2 separate regions of the Triticum aestivum genome follow, and region 2 is linked to region 1. Evidence: chromatin contacts called from public Hi-C data. All regions are on one chromosome and are shown on one strand. The core of a region is the stretch at or near the end of the contact, and the rest is flanking DNA. Distances in the headings are between cores, read along the strand shown. Region 1 has its middle 29 kb from the start of LOC123162197. Region 2 holds the start of LOC123161288.

Region 1 (3,683 bases), core at 1,134-3,633:
ATGATGCTTGTCTCATGGGAGATATGGAAAGAACGAAATGCCATTATTTTTCACAACGCCGCGACTCCGACCACAATTATCATCACGAGAATTAAAGAGGAGGCCCACCTGTGGACTTTGACTGGGGCCAAGCATTTGAGTAGTCTTATGTTGCGAGAGTAGTCTTTTTTTTTGGTCGCGTTGCGACATATGTCTGAATCCCCTCTCTTATTTAATGAAAATGGCAAATATTTTGCCTGATTTCCAAAAGAAAAGAATCAAGAGGACTGTCCGTGTCTCTCCAGAGGTTGGTATCATTAGGACCGTGGCCTCGCTGTGGTTGGGAGCTGTGCTAGAGAAATGGGGCTCGGAAGTTGCGGTCCGTATTGCATATTGCTTCCACCAGTTAAAATTGTGAGTGCTACACTACATAAAAGGAGGAACCCACTAACTAATTTGTAGCCATGGGCATCTTCTTCAGAGTTTACTGAGTTTAGCACTATCTGACATCAATAAGTATCTCTTAGTGGCCGTATGCATCGCCTAGATGCAGAGGCCGGGGGTCATCCTCCTTTTTTAAAAAATCAGTAAGTATCTCTTTGGAGATATAGTTAATTCACTCGCTATGCTGTTTAGGATCCGCGTTGTGCTCTTGAAGAAATGTACTTCTTATTCTTCTGCACCTGGGATGGAGCAGCTATGCTGTCTGGTTGATCGATTTTGTAGTTGCTGTTTGCTAATATAGTACAGTTGCCTTCGCCGGTTTTGGAATCCATGACAAATGTTTGAGTTGGAGTCTGTTATATAATATAACTCTGTTACATAAATTCTTGTGAGCAGTTGATACTTGATAATAGCTATTGTCTCTTGACTATTAAGAAATGGGCAACTGCATCTTTTTTCATTAGCTAATTTCCCCAGGATGTTTTACTTGAAAAGAGTGCTTGGATAATTTTGTGGGTATTACTTCAAACTTATATTAAGTAAGGGGGCTGCTACAAATAAGCCGGATGATTTTCTAGAAAATCATCCGCCTAGGTAGCCTCCTGATTTGGCGCATGTGACCGTTCGATCTGACGAACCAGCTCGTGTCTTCTCTCAACCAGCTTGTGTTTTCTCTCCTCTGAACCCGTTCATTTCGACAACCCGCTTCTCTCTGAAGTCCTCCGCTGTGGCAGCTGCCATGGTAGCATCGACGACGCCAGGCGGCGCTCCATTGCAGCGCCAGCAAAGCTTCAACGCCCCTGAGACGCTTCATTGAATCTCCGGCGCGCTCCGTTGCAACTCCGGCGACGCTTCGTTGCAGCTCCGCCGACGATTCATTGTAACCACGCGCGCTTCACTTCAACTCCGGCGGCCCCGCCAATGCTTCATCGCAACTCCGGCGAGCCTCCTCTGCTTCATCGGCTGCTGCAGCTCGCCGGCCAGCCTTCAGCACCGCACCCTTGCAGCACCAGCTGAGCATCGACGTCCCGATGCGCACCGACGGAGCTCCGGTGGCCCGGTGCAGTACCGACAGAGCTCAACGCCCCTGACAGCGATGATGCGATAGGTGGTCAGTTGCAGACCGACGACAAGCCTCGGACGGCGGTGCTGCACCGCGACGCGAAAAGAACTTTGATGTAGCACCGTTGATGACCGCTGACGAAGCTCCATTGCAGCCGCGACAGAGCTCCAACAACTCCGGCGACGCTCCATTGCAACACCGAGCGCTACATCACAGCTCCGGGGCCGCCCGCGAGTGTTGCATCACAGCACCCGAAGCCGTCGACGAAGCTCCTTTGCAGCACTGAGGTTTCATGGCAAATCCGGGCCACCGGCGAGTGCTTCATTGCAGCACTGGGAGCCGCCGATGAGGCTCCATCGCAGCTCCGGGCCGCCCGCGAGCGCTGCATCGCAGCACCGGGAGCCGCCAGCGAGCGCTCCATTGCAGCGCCACTGCGCGACCCTCCGCGCGACCCCCATTTTAACGTCGGTGATCCCCTTGCACCAGCGTCAACGGGCGGGCTTGCAGCGGGCGTCATCTCCTAGATGCCCATTGTAGCACGCGAGCAGCGCCCCCTCCCCCCAAGCTGTCGGTGCTGCAACGTCGGCGACGAGCCCTTCCGGCAGCATCGCGTCTGCAGTGTCTCTGGCTGGCCATCCAGTGCCGGTGAGTTTGCCTCATCTCCACGATGGCAGCATCGCGTCTGCAACATCTCCTTCAAAAAAAGAGGCCAACAGCGGCGCCTCCCACACACGATTCCGCGCTCGGCTGCTGCTTCGATTCACCGGTGAAAAATATGGGCGGGCGACGGAGGAGAGCATTGGCCGGAGGGAGGAAAACGAGCTACCTAGATCTCACAGGAGCGACGGTCAACGGACCAGTTGGATTTTCTTTGTGTGGCTGAGCTCGCGTGGGGATAACGCTGAGGATGGAGAAGCGGTGTGCGGGTCCTACCGGGATGCGTGGCAGACGTTGAAGGAGGTTTACGCCGCGCTGTTATCAGCCGGTTGACTTAAACATTTTCCATAATTAATTAGTTAGGAACGGTTTTACTTCCATTCATTCTTTTAGAAAACGAGAAAGCTAATTTCCAGTCGACTGGAAATTCGCCAACAGATCCGAACGACCCGTCCGTCGTTGGATCTAGATCCCACGATTACCAGCGAACCCACGTCATTCTCCTGCTCCATCGAAAAAATTATGCACTGAGTGGGTATCAAGCACACAACCTCTAACTTCACGTGCAGGCTGCCGACCAGCTGAACTAGCTCTTTTGTCTGTCCTAAAGCAGGCTAAGATCTTTTTCTAGTCTAGTTTAAATGGTCTTCTGAAAAAAAAACGCACGCACTGAAGACACTAGTAACGGCTTCCACTAATTTAGGCCTTAACCTCTCCTAGCCCATGCATGCATGCTGGATTGTTGATTGCGCACCTCCCACGCTAATCTTGTGATTTAAAGGAGACATGGCTGGGAGAAACCACCAGAGGGCACAATCAAGCTGAATGTGGACGCGAGTTTCGACATTGACAGTGGCACTGGCGCTACAGGTGCTATACTTCGAGACCACTCCGGTTTATTTGTGGCGGCATCTTGCAGCAATATTCCTTTTGTTGAAGAAGCGGCTACGGCGGAAGCACGAGGCTTAAGAGATGGACTTCTCCTCGCAAGTGAAACTGGATGCAACAAGATATGTGTAGAAGGTGATTGCATGGAAGTCACTGAAATCATGCAAAACGGAGGAAATTCGCTTGGACCGGCAGCAGCAATTTATGAAGAATGCTCTTTCTTAGCTCGTAATTTTATTTCTATAATTTTTTCTCATTGTCCTAGGGAAGCTAATATGGCGGCAGATTTGTTGGCTAGGAATTCCGAGATGTCTAGAACTATTATGTGGAAATCAGTGCCTCCGGATTTTCTGCTAGATGTATTGGCAAACGATATATCGCTGTTTTCACATGAAATATGAACCGCCATGATGGCTTTTCCCTCAAAAAAAAAGACCACCTCCGCACTAATCGTGATCTAAATTAATTCGCGAGGCCCACCTCCCCACTAATTCCACGATCTCCCGCACGTCCTCTTATGTCGATTTTTTCTTGTGATTGATGGCCACCGCTAGAAAACAAGGGATCGAGAAAAATAATTTGTGAGGAGAGTGAATTGAACTTGCGACCCATCAAACTAGGTAGCACTGCCCAAACCATCCCACCAAATGAA
Region 2 (3,711 bases), core at 525-3,024, 350 kb after region 1:
TCGTGCTGCTGCATTATTCCTACGTTTGCGTCCACGCAAACCCTACACCCCCAATCAGTTGGAATCTACATACATTTCCGCCGCGACAATCGACAATCCACCTAGTTGTAGGCAGCCCACACAAAAATGTAGTAAGAGTGAGAGGTGCTACTCCATCTCCATCCACCCACACCTTAGCACGATACCGACTAGTGACTGCACAAATTAGGCAAGAAGATATTACAAGCACGGCCCCTGCACGGGTGCAATGTCATTTCACTCCATACCTTAAAAGAGGAGGAAATGGCGCAATTACGTCTCAAAAAAAATGGGTCATTTAACCCCCACCATTTCCTGCAACCAACTGCTGTCATCTCCCGAGCTGTCGGTCGATGGATGCGTCCTTGCCACACTCATGTCCACCACCTCTCCCGGAGGCCAGCCGGAGGTGGGTGGTAATCTAATGGAATTGGTCGTACCTTTGCCTTGCGTCGCGCATGCATGCAATGCACGGTCTGGATCTCCTCCGGAAGTGTTTATTCTCACTTGCTCACACCATCATTGCCTTCCCTACATACATGCCTTGCTTGCTCCCATCCAGTATGCATGTTTCCTTTTTCTCTACTAGTAGCTTCAAATCATTGGGTTCACCACAATTGTGTTCTGGGCACCGGTTCCCTTCGCGCCAAAGATGCTACGCACGAGGGTTTGGCAAAGTTCATGCCTCGATGGAAAATAACTAGTACTGGTAGAACCCCATGTAGTGTCTAGGAGTACACATGTATCTGTATATGTAGCAATCTATTGTCAGGGATTACAAGTTTTTTCTAGTGGAGATGTTACAGTTGGGAAGTTTTCCTTCCGGCCGAGGAGTCGGCATGCAATTTCTTTTCTGCCATTGTCTTTACAAATACTTAATTAAGTACCTTTTTGCGGGTGTTTAATTAAATACTTGAATATATCATGCATCTAATTTTTTCTGAAAGTATTTCTTTTTTCAGACATGTTGTGATACAAGTTAATGGCCAAAACTGTGGTTAGACGACCGCGCCAATACGCATCTAGGAACATACTCCCTCCGTCCTAAAATTGTTGTCTTAGATTTGTTTAAAAACGGATGTATCATGTCACGTTTTAGTAATGTATCTAGGCAAATTTAAAACAAGAATTTTGAGACGGGGGAAGTATATTATATAGCACAATGTGCATCTAATCTTAATTCCTCTCGCATCTAAAGACAAATTCTTCACTCATGCAGGAGCTATGCCCATCCATCAAACTGGTGTTGGTTTTATTTGGACACCCCCCACTCCATTCATAAACTACAAGCTTATTTTCTTTTTGCAAGTACAAAAATTACATTCTGAAATTTATATCTTTGGTCGAAATAACGTACAACTTCAGGTGGATGAAGTTTACAAAGATTTTAGTTGCATGTATATTATCCTTCATCTGATAATCTACGAGTTTGAGAAAGACATTTGCAAACAATCCAGGCAACTAAAAAAATCTATTCAAAGTACACAAATGCCCCTTTTATTTAAATAAAGAATACTTAAATAAATAAAATAAAGAGCCCTGTATCCAAGTGATATCTGGAACACCGAAAGGCAGCGTCTCCAACTCAAGAAAAGAAAGACAACGCCTGATCCGACGGTGGGTAATTAAAACCAATTAATCTCATATTTTCTTCAACTCTTGCAGGAAAAAGGCAAAGGATTTAATTCAACTTACCCCACCCAAAGCCGTTTATCTCTTTCTCTCTCCGGGCGACTATTTAACAGCCTTGGCGCGACCGCCTTGGGATCCTATTCGCTCTCCCTCTCCTTCCTTGATCTCTCCTCCTCCCCTTCCCCAACCCAAGTTTCCACCCGCCGGCCTCTTCTCCTCTCCCGCACCCAACCATCTCGACCCACACCCGCAATTTACCGCGCCAAGGGATGACCTCTACACCCGCGGGCGACGTCCTGCCGGCGCTGCCGCCGATCAGGAAGAGGGCGGCGGTGGCCGATCCTACGCCTGACCACGCATCGGCCTCGACGACGACGGTGCCGGAAGCGGAGCCCCTGCCGGCTCCCGTGGCGGCGGAGGAAGAGGTGGTGGCGGAGTCCCGGACGCCGGCTGCGGTGGCGGACGAAGAGGAGGAGGAGGAGGAGGAGGAGGAGGAGCCCAGGACACCGACTTCGGAGGAGAGCAAGCTCCGGCCGCCGACCGAGTGCCCCGGCGCGCCGAGGAAGCCCGTGGCTTTGGTCGGTACGAGGCCATCGCCGAAGCGGCCGCTGCGCTTCTTCGACGTCCCGGGCGACCTCTCCGCCGTGTTCATGGCCCTGCCGCCCAAGAAGCGGATCCGCGCTCCGCCATGCCTAGTCGCCTTCCGCCCGAGGTGCGGGACCGCGTGGGGCCATGGATCGGCGCTGTAGCCCCGGCTGGCCGTAATTTATGGGCTCCATGGTGCAATTGTTCATTTATCGGCGAATTCTTGGAGTTCTTGCGTTCCTCTTCTTTCTTTCTTTCTCTTTCTTGCGGCGGCTTCTTGGTTTCCACGGCCATGATATAGTATAATCTCTAGTGCAAATAATTAACGCGTTATTTTGCCATTTTCTCTGTCTTTCTGATTTTTAGTGGGTTTGTGTGAAGGAGAAATTGTACTAGAATTGAAAAGGTTGGTATTTATATAATATAGGGATGATGATTGGGGAAAAGAACAGGAGTTGTAAGAGAATTTCCTGTTAATTACCGACTATTGCAGCTAACAGTTCTGAAAAATCGTCTGAAGTACACTCTGATGTTCTTTATTTCCGGTTTTCCGTTTAAATCTCTTCGATTCTTGTGCCTGTCGCATCTCGAATTCTACACATGTTGGCAGTCTGACAAAAGGCAGACACTTTCGGTGGTGCCAATTAACTCCTCTGGGCCTGAAGAACAAGGAAAGATTTTTGATCAGTTTAACTGAATTCGCTCAAGTTAATGGCTTTAAGCTGTTGATCGAACTGCCCATTGTGTGGAGGAAGAAAAAATGATTTTTTTTCCCTTCGAATTATTGGTGCATCCACGAAGGGAGAAGTAGGAGTATGTAGGAGTAGCATGTATGCAGCGGCGAGCAGAAGAAAATCGGTCAGGTGGAGGGTATGGGTTGGGATGTACTTTTGGTTGTTTTGTCCCAGCACAGCACTGGCGAGAATGAAGAGGAAGATTTGCAGCAGAGAATCTTCTATTCATGAGAACAACATGACATAGGTTTTTCCTGCAAAAAAAAAATCCCCAGCTGCAGCTGCCTGTTTGCTGTTGATGGCAGCTGCCTGTACGGCATTGGTCAGTTTCAGTGCTGCAAATCTGGTGTTGTTCAGTTAACTGGGCGTCGGTTGGGATTGTTGTGCATGGAGGTGTTGAGATCCATGGGAGAAGGGAAGCGGAAGGAAGGGGCGGTGCGTTGCGTGTTTGACGAGCCATGGATGGATCCTGACTGAGTAAGTGGGAAGGAGAAAGAAGCGGAGGCTGAAAGTTTCCTGGCTTGACTCACTCACATCACACGGGCTGGCTGTTACATTTTGCAGTTACAGAACGCAGGAATAGGTCTCGCCCCCTCCCTGCCTTGTTTTAGCAAAGCATTATTATGCGTGAGAGGGAGAGAGAGAGAGGCGAGGCGAGGCGGAGCAGGCAGGCGTACAGGATGCGTGGTCGTACGTTGGTGGAGTACTTATTAAGCTGGGCAATGCGGTGGCATGCACAGCA

The links. Hi-C and Micro-C count contacts between places; a contact is called where the count stands out from the background.
Region 2: a Hi-C map of leaf shows a contact between it and region 1, with 10 times the contacts expected there. The contact joins the promoter of LOC123161288 here to the enhancer-like site in region 1. A contact is called at or near these places in 2 of 5 Hi-C or Micro-C datasets (both in leaf).

What each region holds. Positions count from the first base shown.
Region 1 is chr7B:213,719,593-213,723,275 of IWGSC CS RefSeq v2.1, forward strand. No RefSeq gene overlaps it. Among protein-coding and RNA genes, the nearest start is that of LOC123162197, 29 kb to the right of the region's middle. Within about 2 kb of position 2,384, at least 3 of the 8 cell types and tissues checked have an H3K27ac peak or open chromatin away from gene starts, as enhancers often do. A contact at or near this core is called in leaf, where this site is marked.
Region 2 is chr7B:214,074,167-214,077,877 of IWGSC CS RefSeq v2.1, forward strand. It overlaps LOC123161288, which reads left to right and starts at 1,775. Exons shown (of 1, transcript XM_044579135.1): 1 at 1,775-2,681. The coding sequence starts at 1,920. The coding sequence ends at 2,399.